Linked DNA regions of Sus scrofa: regions 2 and 3 are each linked to region 1. The links are chromatin contacts, called in public Hi-C and HiChIP or PLAC-seq maps. All regions are on one chromosome and are shown on one strand. Each heading gives the region's core, a stretch centred on a gene start, on an enhancer-like site or on the middle of the called end of the contact. The rest is flanking DNA. Distances are from core to core; before and after follow the strand shown.

What was found. Hi-C and Micro-C count contacts between places; a contact is called where the count stands out from the background. HiChIP or PLAC-seq counts read pairs in DNA pulled down with a chosen protein or histone mark.
Region 2: a contact with region 1 is called in a Hi-C map of skeletal muscle, with 4 times the contacts expected there. The contact joins the promoter of HNRNPR here to the promoter of E2F2 in region 1. A contact is called at or near these places in 3 of 47 Hi-C or Micro-C datasets (embryonic fibroblasts and skeletal muscle).
Region 3: a contact with region 1 is called in an H3K27ac HiChIP or PLAC-seq map of alveolar macrophages. The contact joins the promoter of PITHD1 here to the promoter of E2F2 in region 1. A contact is called at or near these places in 1 of 5 promoter capture datasets (liver), 2 of 47 Hi-C or Micro-C datasets (fetal liver and liver) and 1 of 2 datasets of contacts at active chromatin or transcription factors (alveolar macrophages).

The regions. Positions count from the first base shown.
Region 1 is chr6:81,395,677-81,400,199 of Sscrofa11.1, reverse strand. It overlaps E2F2 (transcription factor E2F2), which reads left to right and starts at 1,338. Exons shown (of 7, transcript XM_021095527.1): 1 at 1,338-2,105. The coding sequence starts at 1,854. It overlaps LOC110261115 (a long non-coding RNA gene), which reads right to left and starts at 1,377. Exons shown (of 2, transcript XR_002344941.1): 1 at 1,109-1,377; 2 at 1-386.
Region 2 is chr6:81,237,756-81,241,951 of Sscrofa11.1, reverse strand. It overlaps HNRNPR (heterogeneous nuclear ribonucleoprotein R), which reads left to right and starts at 2,129. Exons shown (of 11, transcript XM_021095513.1): 1 at 2,129-2,689.
Region 3 is chr6:81,588,777-81,593,126 of Sscrofa11.1, reverse strand. It overlaps PITHD1 (PITH domain-containing protein 1), which reads right to left and starts at 2,259. Exons shown (of 6, transcript XM_003356196.3): 1 at 1,858-2,259; 2 at 1,187-1,230; 3 at 739-816. The coding sequence starts at 2,055.

The sequences.
Region 1 (4,523 bases), core at 89-2,588:
TACATGTGGTATCTCATGAGATTCCCCCACAATCTTATGAAGTGAGTGTCACTAGGGATAAGGAAACCCGAGCTCAGAGAGTTTACAGAACTTGCCTGGGGTCACACAGCTAGTGAAGTGACAGTGCCTGGGATTGAACCCAGGGCTGTCTGCCACAAAGTCTGGGTTCTTCATCCCCATGAATTATTACCACCTCATCCTGGAGATCTGAGGATCCGGTAGGTAGTAAGCTGGAGACTGACTCCAGAGTGCTTCGAATGCCAGGCTCAAACTTGTATAAAAATCACACAGCACCAGGCAGGAATCAGCAGATATGGAATTTAGCAGCAACTTCTGGAGCCTCTGCCACTCACTAGCCAAGGTCTCTTCTCTGAGCCTTGGCCTCCCTAAATTTGGAGAGATGAGGAATGTAAATGGATTATCAGCAATGAGGGAAGGAAGACCTGTGACTAAAGGATTGTTTAGGAGAAACCTGGAGATGTGCAATTATTTACTGAGTGATGGGCTCTGGGCATACACTGTGAACAGGTTGGAGCCCTGCAGTCTGAACTCCCAAGCAAGCCTGCAAGGGGCCGGGCACAGCTTGGGAGAGTGAGGGAGGAGACTTTTATTGGAACAAATAAGGGCCCAGGAGCTGGCCTGTCCCATGTTGAACTGCCAGACCTCAAGTCGCTGATCTCTCTGTGTGACCTTGGGCAAGTTACCTAGCCTCTCAGACTGTCCATCTTTGCCACGAAGAACATTGTTCCTCTTCTGAGGGTTGTTGGATTAAATTAAATGAAATAAAACGAAATCATCTAGCCAGGTGCTTAGCATAATCAATATGCCAGGTTATGGGAGCTCAATAGATGTCAGTAGCCCCCTTTGAAGAGGTACAAATGTTAGGTTCCGTCTTTCACCCTCTTGCCAGGAAAGAGTACAGGTTCCTGGCTTTCAGTTTCATTTTGGCTCTCATTTCATTTCATTTCATTTTAGCGGGGGGAAAAGGATATAAACACACATATGTTATCTGAACTATACGCAAACAAAAGGCCTGCGTCCTGGGCAGTGTACTGCTTGCTGGGTCTGGGCTCTGGTCAGGACTCCACGCCAAAGTGTTTTCCCTCACCTCCAGGGAATTCGGACCCAGTCCTCAGCTTGCGGCTGCCTCTACCCTGGGCGGGAACCATCCTCTCAGTCTGTTTCTCCCTCAGCCAGCGCTGGCGGGCGCCGAGCAACAGCAGGTGTAGCGGCCCCTTTAAGCCCCAGGCTCTTGTTGTAATCACCGCCTAGGGGTCGGGTCCTTTCCGGGGGGTGGAGCCTTTGCCTGTGTCAGCGACCAATCAGAGCGCGGCATTTTCCGCGGGAGATCCGAATTTCGCGGCACGCAGTTTCGCGCTAAAAAAAAAAAGAAGAAGAAAAAAAAGAAGCAGAGAAAGGTTCAGGGACTCGAGAGCGAGGCGAGAGGGAGTCGGTGCAATCGGTCTGTCTCCCCGATCCCAGCGCATCGCGTTTCTGCCGAGCCCGCGGGTACCCCAGAGACCCCTTCCCGGAGCCGGCTGGATCCCAGGCGCCTAAGCCTTCGGGGGCTCAGGGCCCTCGCTGGTCGCAGCCGTCCTCGGGGCGGGACAGCCCCTGGCTGTGCCGCCGCCGCCGCCGCCACCAAGCGATCTCCAAGCGGCGATCTCCAAGCGCTGTCCGGCTCGGCGGCGGGCCAGGAGGGGAGGGTCTGGCCTTGCCCCGCCGGCGTCCATTGGCGGCTTCCCCCGGCCTCCGCGCCATGCCGCGGGTCGTGTGAGCCACCCTAGGCTCCGAAGCCCGCAGGTGCCTGCGGGCGCGCCAGGCCCGGCTGGGGAGGGGGCGCTGCACTCGCCATGCTGCGAGGGCCCCGGGTCCTGGCTCCTGCCGCGGGGCCGCCCCCCACTGGACTGCCCGCGATGAGCCCCACCGAGCTGTGGCCGCCCGGCCTTAGCAGCCCCCAGCTCTGCCAGGCCACCACCACCTACTACACCCAGCTGTACCCGCAGACTATGCCTCCCGCCGCAGCGCCGGGCACCTGCCTCGACGCCACCCCCCACGGACCGGAGGGCCAAGCTGTGCGATGCGTGCCGGCTGGCCGGCTGCCGGTAATGCTGGGGACCCCCCTCACCCACCGCTTCCCTCTCTGCTTATCTGGGTGTGGGAAAGGCGGGAGGGACCCAGTCTGAGTGAAGCAGGTTGAATCTGGGGAGGGAGAAGGGGCGCTTTCAGCTTCCAGAACAACACATTTCCTAAATATCTGAATAGAAGAGCCTTTCGTTTTCAGACTTGGGGTGAAATAACCTCATTTCTTGGAGTGGAATGGAATGAGCACTGGATCAAGAGTGTGGAGACCCAACACTATCCTCAGTGCACCCTGGGGAAGACCATGGGATCAATTTGCTGTCATTCATTCTTGTGTTCATTGTTTGGCCCAGAAACCAGTGCTGGGCACCTGCTATTGTCCAGTCACAGAGCTGAGCCTGGGGACAGTAACAAGGGACTTTAAAATAGGGGGAGGTCTCTCAGGTCCAGTCGGGCTGAGATTCCAAATTTTGCACTGAGCCAACTCTTTCCTGACTTTTGCCCTAGGTCCTCCCCCAGGCTCAATCTTCTGTTCCAGACAGCCAGTAGCAGGTGCAAGTTGGGGGCAGCCCTCTGGGGTTCCTGTTCAGATTGACTGTTCCTTCTTCAAGCCCCCAGGCCCGTTGCCAGGGAGGGGCCAATGTGTGGTGGCACCAGACACAGGGTGTGTTGTGTGGGAGTGGAATTCCTGGAGCCCATGAGAATCGAAACAACCATAGGGTGGGGATGGAGTTGGAAGAGCCCTGAGGGTGTGGGGGTGGTAGTTAGCGAGCCTGGTTTCTCGTCCTGATTGCCATTTATTCGCTGTGTGTCCTTGGACAAGTCTTGGCCCCAATCTGAGTCCCAATTTCCTTGTCTTGAAAATGTGTGTCTGCATGGGTAGCTGTGGGACTAACTCACCTCGAGTCTCTTCCAGCTCCAGGTCCTGGGTTTTGGAAGCAGGCTCCAAGGAGGGGAGATGGGGCTCTTGTGGGTTTGCTTTGTGTGAGTGGTGAAGTAATTCAGGTACAGGGATAAGACCACCCCTCTGCCCTAGAGGCATCTGGTCAGACCTGTGTCAGTCAGCAGGCATAGGTCTCCAGCCACCTCTGGCTACGGGCAGAGTCCCCCACTCCCTGCTGCTTGAATCCTGCTTTGCCCATGCTCAAGGCTTAAAACTTTTCAGGGCTCCTTCCTGAACATTATTTCCAACCAGGAGAAAGGAGCAGGAGGACTTTTCCTATTTCACAGGTCAAACAGCCAAGGGTAACAAGGACTCTGCACCTATATTTTATTCAGCATTTTACAGCCTAAAACAGTTTTGAAACCTATAAAGTAGGTGGTATCAGTGTGCAGGGAGGGAAATAGTCTTGCAGAGGGGATGGGACCTGTCCAAGGTCACACAGAGAGATGTATGACCCACAAGGCAAGTGATCATTAGTTTCTTCCCGCAGCCTTGACTTTCCCCAGTACTGCCTGATGTAGGAGCTGGGTGTCCCCACGGAGGGGGCTCAGCGGTGGGCCCAGTCTCTCCTCTGGCCAGCTGCTTTCAGGCAACCCGGCAGAGTTTCAGTAACAGCTGTGGTTTTGAACTGCTTCCCTCCCAGAGGAGTCGAGTGCATCTGTCCGTCCCTCCCTCCCTGAGAGGCTCAGTGATCACAGCAAGAATGACTCTCTTTTATTGAATGCCTCTGATGTGCCAGGCACTGCTTGGCACTCTTCGCTTTCGTTATCTTGGCCAAGATGCCTGGCAAGAGGCATCTTACAGATGAGGAAACTGAGCATAGACGTGAAGTCACTTGTCCAAGCTCCAACCAAGACATGGTAGCATCTCTTTGCATCAGACCACCCTCAAGGCATTTGGGGCCTAGAACCCCCCTCTCCTGTTGGTCCCCAGCTGCCCTGTGCCCCTGAGTCCCCTGGGCAGGCCTTGGCCCCCTGCTTACTCATTTTAACAGGGTGTGACCTGGAATAGCTCCAGACCCAACCCTGGGTGTGGCCCCTTGCTTTGTGGCCAGGCTGCAAAGTGCAGGGTGAGCAGGATTTGTTGGGGAGCTGCTGTTTAAAGGGACCTTAGGCACTGCCCAGGGATGGCAGCCAAGTTCAATGGCAGAATGAAGGCGGGAACCCAGGTCTCCAGAGCTCTCTCCGCCACCTCTGGAGAAAGTGTGGGATGTTCCTTGGTTAAGTTCCTACTGCGCCAGGCACGTGGCCTCACTCTATGCCTTTCCTGCAGGAACCTGTGACGAGGGTAGAATTCTGCATAATTTGTCTGTATTTTCCAAATTTCCTCTGAGAGCCAGGAAAGAAAATGAACATTTTAATGAAAAGCCTACAATGCGGGTCAGATGAGGAAATGAAGGCCTAAGGAGGGAGGCAGCAAGCCCCTCTCAGGCTACCAGGCAGAGCCGGGATCTGGAAACCAGGCTCTCAGCAACTTACACTGGCTCCTGCTCCCACTG
Region 2 (4,196 bases), core at 880-3,379, 160 kb after region 1:
GGTGGAAAAAACCCCTTTCTTTCCATTTTATATTTATTTATTTATATTTTGATTTTTAGGACCACACGTGCGGTATATGGAAGTTCCCAGGCTAGGGGTTGAATTCCAAGCTGCAGCTGCCAGCCTATGGCATAGCCACAGCAATGGTGGATCTGAGCTGTGTCTTTGACCTATACCACAGCTCATGGCAACACCGGATCCTTCACCAACCAAGTGAGGCCAGGGATCAAACCCGAGTCCTCATGGATAGTAGTCGGGTTCGTTACCACTGAGCCACAACAGGAACTCTGCTCAGCAGGTTAGGAAACTGACAAAGTGTCTGTGAGGATGTGGGTTTGATCCCTGGCCTTGCTCAGTGGGTTAAGGATCCAGTGTTGCCGTAAGTTTCCCCCACTTGCCATAGGTTGCAGATGTGGCTCAGATCTGGTGTTGCTCTGGCTGTGGCGTAGTATGGCAGCTGCAGCTGCAATTAGACCCCTAGCCCAGGAACTTCCATATGCTGCAGGTTTGGCCCTAAAAAAGAAAAGGAAAAAAAAAAAAAAAAAAGAATCACTTTAATTACAGTATCCAGCTGAGGGGTTCTTATCCTATGTTAAACTGACCTAAGGGAGTCTCTGAATGGAATTTGTTGGTCCCTCAATTTGGAAGGAAAAAAAATAACATCTTTATTTTCACTTTCTACTGAAATTAAGCATTCTTCCCCATTGTGGATGTGGACAACAAACCACAGAATTAGCTGTGTCTTTCACTGTCACTAATAGGAATCACAGACATTTTCATATCACATTATAGTTATGGCATTTCTTGAAATATCTTCTCATTGCTTTAAAATTTCAGTAGCTGTTTGACCTGCTGCAAGATCTTGATAAAGATTACTATATCACATATCTCCTAATTGTATTTCAACATAGTGTCTTTGATAATGCTACATATTTTAGGCATTAAAACACCTAAAAGAGGAATTCCCGTCGTGGCGCAGTGGTTAACAAACCTGACTAGGAACCATGAGATTGCGGGTTCAATCTCTGGCCTCACTCAGTGGGTTAAGGATCTGGCGTTACCATGAGCTGTGGTGTAGGCTGCAGACGTGGCTCAGATATGGCGTTGCTGTGGCTGTGGTGTAGGCCGACGGCTACAACTCTGATTGGACCCCTAGCATGGGAAGCTCCATATGCCGCGGGAAGTGGCCCTAGAAAAGGCAAAAAAGACAAAAAATAAACAAACCCTAAGAGGTCCATAGCTTATACCAGACTGTTGAATGGCACAAAACAGATTAAGAACCCTTGAGTTAGAGGGAGATTTATCTGAAGCTAATAAAGTTTAAGCTTCAAAGTCCCTTTACCATGCTCTTCCAAGACACTTCTAAATTTGTACTCATCATTTAAGATATTTTTAAGGATCCCATCATTTGTATAAGTCTCACACCCCTCAACACAAAAGTTGGATCCACCGTGATGTTTAGCTCAGTACTGGGCACATAGGTTTTGAGTAAATAATTTTTGGTTGATAGCTTCTGGAAAATCTAATGGTCCTCGAAGTGTATATGGAAGTCTTGCGGAACACTGCTTGACTTCCTCCACTCCGGCGCGGAGGGGAAGGGTGGGGTGTTGGAAGTTGAGGTAGGGAAGGAAGGGATGTGGGATTAGAGGTTTGGATTAAGGCGAGGACGAGGAACAAACCAGTAGGTGTGGAGGGTGAGAAATGTTTCAGAATAACGGAAATTAGTCTCCTTTGGGAATTAGCTCTTTTCCTGGCACGGCTCTTTGGGGTTCGTGATGTATACGTCTGTCCTGCTTTCTGAATATTAATTAGCGTCAAACCCCGCGAAGAAAGGTCCCTGCTCTGTCATTTGTACTTAACTGCTTCTGAGTAATGCCCACTTTAGCGATTTCTCCCACATTCTGATCTGCTCCCAAGGATGTGTGGAAGGCAGCCGAGGAAGCCGTTTTCTGAGCGTTCCAAGGGATGATTTTCTACACGAAAAGATTCTCGGAAAAAAACGGGCGAGCCAAATCCTTAGATCGTGCTCTAATTAAAGTCCCAAAGACGACCTAGAGGAAGGCCGGACCGCGTGGCGGTGGGCGTGTCTGGGGCGAACGCCCGCGGCGGCCGCGGCGGCGGCACGCGGGGGAATCACCAGCGCTGCGGCAGCGGCGAAGCGGCGGGAAGGCCGCGGCCCGCCAGGGCCGGCGCGGACGGCAGGGGGCGGGATTCCGGAGGCGGCCACGCGGCGCGAGGCCTACTTTTTCGGCTTCGCGTCTGCAGCAGACGAGGAGGGCGGGGCCTCGGCCACCCTGGGCCCGGTGCCCCGCAGCCTCGCCTCCACCCGGGGCTTCACGATAGACCCCTTTGTGTTCCTACCCCCGCCCCGGAGGCGCCCCAGCCGGCGGCGCTGAGTTCCCTCATTGGCTCAGCCTACGGCTTCATCGATTGGCTCCCGAGCGTCCGGAGTAGTGAGCCTCTTCTCACTACTATTGGTCCTCTGAGCTGTCCCTTAGGCTGCCGCGCGAGGTGATTGCCCGGCCGCTCCGAGTCCCTGGAAGCAGTTCCGGGAAACCCCGCGTGCTGCCGGGATCGCGTCTCGGTCCATGAGGGGGGGAGGGGGTGGCGCGCGCGCCATTTCTAGTCGTTTTCAAAGCGCCTCGCGCTGATTCTCACGGGCCCGGCCGCCGGCCCCAGATCTGTCCTGGTGAGTCTCGCGCCGGCCCGCGGGGGGAGGGGCCGGGAGCCCCGATCCGACCCTAGTGGGCCTGGCCGGGGCTCCGCACCGCGTCCCGTTTGGTTTTCTCCGAGGCCCCGGGGTGGGGGTGGGGATGGGCTGGGGGCGGCTTTGGCCTCTCCCGCCGCACCGCTGAGGGCCTAGCCCCGCTGAGGCGCCTCCTCACCCTCGCTCATCCTCCCCCCGCCCCTCCAACCCCTAGCCCTCGGTCCGGCCCACCGGGCGCCCTTCGCGCGGCCTGCCGGGTCGGTCGCGCTTTTCCCGCCTCCGCCTGTCGCTCCTCGCGGCCGGGTTGGGCCGGGCCGGACCAGCGGCCTGAGGCGTCCACGGCACCATCGCCTTTCCCCGTCGGAGCCTCCAAGCTCCTGTCTCAGTCGGCCTAGCTATGAGTGGGATGTGTTGATGCTTGGGACAGGCATGAGTGGGGGTGGGTGGGCAGAGGGCGGGATGCAAACCCCGAGTGACCTGAGCCGGGAGAAAACTTTTGTGCGAAGCAGAGGCCGAAAGGCGGGTATGTGTAGAAAGCCTCCTTCCCCTCCCCCATTCTGCATGCTGCGAGTCGAGATTTGAAGGAAAAAATGACTATTAGAGGCCATGAAACTTAGGCTTCGAGCGGCGTCTGAGATACATAATTCCAGGAATGTCACAGGCGCACTAAATTGGAAAGGCGATTCTTTTTTTTCTATGGTAGAAGCCGTATTGCCAGAATTTAAAACTTGAAGCCCTGGGGTTCTTGAAGGGTTCAGTCCTTTTACGCTACCTGTTTGAGATTTTTGCTGTCCTCTGGAGGCTGAATTTATGTCTCATGAGTCAGTCGTAGGATAAGGGCTTGACACTCCTAAGCCGAGTTAACCGTTAGTTTTCATTTCGTTGGTTCTTTAAAAGCCAGTCTCTTAAATGTGAAGAGTTTTCACGAGATGTTCAGAAAAAGTCAGGGAGAGGCTAGTGTCAGACTTCCCCAATGTCCCAGCAGCCCTTATTTAAATTTCTACTTTTTGCAAAACAGTGTAGATCAAATGACTTTAGTCACATTAGTATATTTGCTGCATCCAGAAATATGGTTTGGCTGTGTGGCATTGTATTGACACAAAACAAGAGTTTTAAATGGTCTCATAATGACATAAAAATCTTTTTAAAAATGAGCACATTGTATTTGGCTTGGAGAGAGGTTTTCCTTGACATGAAAGGTTTTATTTTCTGGACTCTAATAGCTGTACTTTTTTTTTTTTTTTTTTTTTTTTTTTTTAAGGTTACAGACTTTTTGAAATTTTCAACCAGTTTCAGAATCACCTTGTAGAGAGCCTTTGCAGTGAATGGTAGACATAAATATTTGTCTTGCGATTAATACACAACTTGTCTTTTTGCTTTACACATACTTAAAAGAAAAAATACCACCTTAACAGATGTTTATTGAACTTTTCTGTTAAAAATTTGCTTTCTTTCCGTGACTAATAGAATTCTCAGATGCAATACTGCA
Region 3 (4,350 bases), core at 1,010-3,509, 190 kb before region 1:
TTGGCTGCGCCCAGGGAACATGGAAGCTCCCAGACCAGGGACTGAATCCGAGCCACAGTTGAAACCTTCGTCACAGCTGTGGTAACACCAGATCCTTAACCCATGGCACCCAGCCTGGGATGGAACCCACACCTCCATAGTGACCCAAGCCACTGGAGTCAGATCCTTAACCCACTGCACCGCAACAGGCACTCTTCCTCCCTCTTAGAAAGGATCCACTGGAAGTTGTTAAAGAGGAAGTATGAGCTCTGAGGTCAACAGGTTCAGTTTTACAAGAGGCAGAGAGAACTTTGCTAACTAAAGCCATGCAAACTCAGATGGGGTGATTCCAGCTCAACAAAACACACAGAAAGATTATAAGTGTCTGAAAAAGCAAAGGAAAAATTTGAAGCTAACCCCAAGAGTAGAATCCATAAAGGTCATTTGAGATCTGCAGATGTGTTATTAAGAAAACTGCATAGTCATCAACAGTTGGCATTTATAGGATGCTCTCTGAATGAATGATGCCATAGCAAGGCTTTGAAGAGAGACAAGCTGTTGGCCCTAAAGATGCTTAATCTAAAAATGTCATTAATTCAGGAAAAGATAAGCATAATCTGTACAAACAGAAGACATCTTTTAGGGGGGGATATTTAACGCAGTATAGAAGAAAAAATCATTATTCTGGAATAAAGTGCTACCAGAGGAAAGAGAAAAAGAGACAGGAGCTTCTTGAGGGCCTAAACCCTTGCCACTTACAGTCTCATCTCAGAGGGGTGTGAGTCATCATCTTCTCCCATTATAATGATGCCTTTGAGCTTGACATTGCCTGTGAATCTGCCAGAAGGCAAAAAAGAGAGTTGTCAACCTGGGTTGGAATCTCTGCTGAGCTGTGTGATCCTGTGCAAGACCCTTCCCCTTTCTGGCCTTCAGTTCATGCTTGTGTCAGACTTGTACTAGATAATTTCTAAGATCCCACCTGCCTCTGGCATTCTGTGGTTCTAAGAAATTTACCTTGACTTCTCAGTTATCGTTTAAGAACATCTTTTCTCAGTCTGCACCAAGAAAGCAATGATGCTTTTCTCCTCACACCCACCACGGTAATTTACCCCATTTCTAGAAACAGATGTGTGCTCCTGACACCACCAATGAATGAATCCTGAGTATAGCCTATTCAGCCTGAGGCAAACACCAAGGAGATACTTACGGAATATTAAACAGAAGCTCTTCATCTGCATCACTTTCAACAAACTGGAGGGAATGGGGAGGGGGTAGGAGAAAGCAACAAATATTTGCTGAGAGCCTACAATTTTAGACATGTTCCACCCTGTTTTACAGCTGAAGTGCAATGCAAATAGTCAACCTCCCTCGATTATCCAGCACTTATTAACATTCAGGGCCGATCAGCCCCCTGCAATTGTCTGCAAAGATCTACGATCCACAGCTTTCGAATGGCTCTGTGACCCCGCAATGGTGAACGCTCGAGATAGATATCGCGCTTTATCTCCCCAGGCCGGTCTTTGGTCTTCATCTGGTGATAAGTGATCAGGCTGCAACTGGACTAGTGGTCAAGCGGTAAGGAAGACGCCCTGATGGCCATCCTCCCCCACGACCTCCCGAAGCCCTGGACTGAATGTTGGATGTGTAAAGCAAAGTGCCCCTTTCTGTCTCTGGGCCTCAGTTCCCTTAACCTGCAAAATGGGGAGACTCGCCTCTGTCGCCTCTCAAAGGGCTGGCAGGAGACGGGCATGGGAAAGCGCTTGCCAATCGGGCTGTGGTTATTTTTAACTTTAGGAACAAGGTTGACAGCAGACGGGCGGCCTGAGGCCCCGCTCGGGTCCCCGCCTCGCCCGCCCGCCCAGGCTCGGGAAGGCCCACCTTGGAGCGGTCGGTCCGCTCCTCCCAGGGCTTGAAGACGCCGCGACCGCTGCCTTCACGGCTCTCGTTGAGGCACTGCAGCCGCTCCAGGTCGATGCGCAGGTACAGGCCGTAGGCCAGGCCGCGCTGCTCGGGTGGCTCCTCCCGTTCGGCGGCACAGCGGCAGCCGCTCCCGCCGTGGCTGTGGCCGTGCGACATGGCGACGCCGCCGCCGCCCGCGCGTCCCTTCGGCCCTGCCGCAGCGGCCACCCGCGCTTCGCTCGTTTCGCTCCGGCCGCCAAGCGCGCAGCGGCCGCCGCGTCGTAAAAGGCGCCCCTGTGCGACGCATGCGCTTGAGGAGCACAGGGCGGGGCTCGGAGGGGGTTACTTTTGACCCAGCGGTTTCAGGAGCCAGGGAGCTGATTAATGTTGACTCTTTCAGCCTTGGAGACGGATGTTGTTGCCTTCCCAGGTTTTTTGCCAGATGTGGAAACTAAAGGGCAGAGAGATTAAATGGTGTTCCGAGAAAATGTTGGGGCTGGGTTTCGAATCCCCCTCCCCTTTAGACTAAAGTCTGTTCCCTCTTTGTTTACCACCACCGTTTTTGGGGGAGCTGGTGGCGCAGTGATAAGGCCCTGAGGAGCAGGGAGCACATTATCACGGCCTCACTTGTGCGCGCTTAGGCCTTAGAGCTCACAAACCCACTGTCATAGCCACTATCTTCACAGTGGGCTTAGCGGTCGACACCAAGGGCTTTAAGGACAGCCGAATCTGGAGGCAAGTCCTGGGTCTGTTACTGACTGTGTGACGCCCCAGTAACTCATGTTCCCCTGAGACTTCGTCCTCCTCTGTAAAGTGGGGCTGGTAATATCTTTTTCATAGGATCGCAATGAGTATTAAATGAAATAATGCACTTCAAGAATTCAGCACAATAGGGAGCCCCCGTCATGGCTCGGCGGTAATGAACCGCACTAGTATCCGTGAGGACTTCGGTTAGATCCCTGGCCTCGCTCAGTGGGTTAAGGATCCGGTGTTGTGATCTGTGGTGTAGGTCGCAGACGCGCCTTGGATCTGGCGTTGCTGTGGCTGTGGCCTAGACTGAGAGCTGCAAGTGGGATTCAACCCCTAGCCTGGGAACTTCCACATACTGCAGGTGCAGCCCTAAAAAGACAAAAATTAGGAGTTCCCGTCGTGGCACAATGGTTAACGAATCCGACCAAGAACCATGAGGTTGTGGGTTCGATCCCTGGCCTTGCTCAGTGGGTTAACGATGCGGCATTGCCCTGAGCTGTGGTGTAGGTTGCAGTCGCAGCTTGGATCCCGCGTTGCTATGGCTCTGGCATAGTCCGGTGGCTACAGCTCCGATTGGACCCCTAGCCTGGGAACTCCGTATATTGTGAGAGCAGCCCAATAAATGGCAAAAAATAAATAAATAAATAATTTTTTAAAAAAAGAATTCAGCACATTAGCTGACACATGGTAAGAAGTCAGTAATTATGATACATCTTGATTCAAATTCAGGCGCTTCCACTTACTAGCTGTGAGGCCTTGGGCAAGTGATTTAGCTTCCCTGAGAGTAAACTGAGTTTACTCCCTGTAAATAAAATAATTGGACTAGATGAATTTTAAGTCCCCTCCCTATGTGATATTTCAGAGCAGTTTTTTGTTTTTTGTCTTTTTGCCTTTTTAGGGCCGTACCCGAAGCATATGGAGGTTCCCAGGCTAGGGGGTCCAATCGGAGCTGTAGCTGCCAGCCTATGCCAGAGGATCAAACCTGCAACCTCATGGTTCCTAGTGGGATCCGTTAACCACTGAGCCATGACGGGAACTCCCCGAGCAGTTTTTTGAAACAGCTGGCTGTGACCCATTCATAAGTCTTTTTTTTTTTTTTTTCCTATTAATAAGTCAAAGTTCATTTAGAGGATTGTCACCAGCACTAAAAAACTGAGTAAAAAGTTCAGAATGTATCACATTTTAAGTCTCAATTTTTGGAACTTTTGTTTCAGCTTTGGGTTTGTGTATTCAGGTGCAATTTAAGATTTTTTTTTTTCTTGTTTTGTCTTGTAGGTTGAGGGCAGAAGAATGGAAAGCCCCCAAAAAAAGGAAAGCCAAAGATTTTGTCCTTACTCCTTGGTGGAGACGGGCAAAGACAGGCTGGAGAGAGAGTTATGGGATACTCTGGATGTCCCCTGCCCTTCCCTTCTGGCTCTGGAGTCTCCAGACCAGGCTAGAACTGTAAATCAAAATATCCCTCTGTTCCATTCAGAATTTTTTTTTTTTTTTTTTTTTTTGTCTTTTTGCCTTTTCTAGGGCCGCTTCCGTGGCATATGGAGGTTCCCAGGCTAGGGGTCGAATAGGAGCTATACTCGCTGGCCTACACTAGAGCCACAGCAACGCTGGATCCGAGCCACATCTGCAACCTACACCACAGCTCACGGCAACACCGGATCCTTAACCCACTGAGCAAGGCCATGGATCGAACCCACAACCTCATGGTTCCTAGTCAGGTTTGTT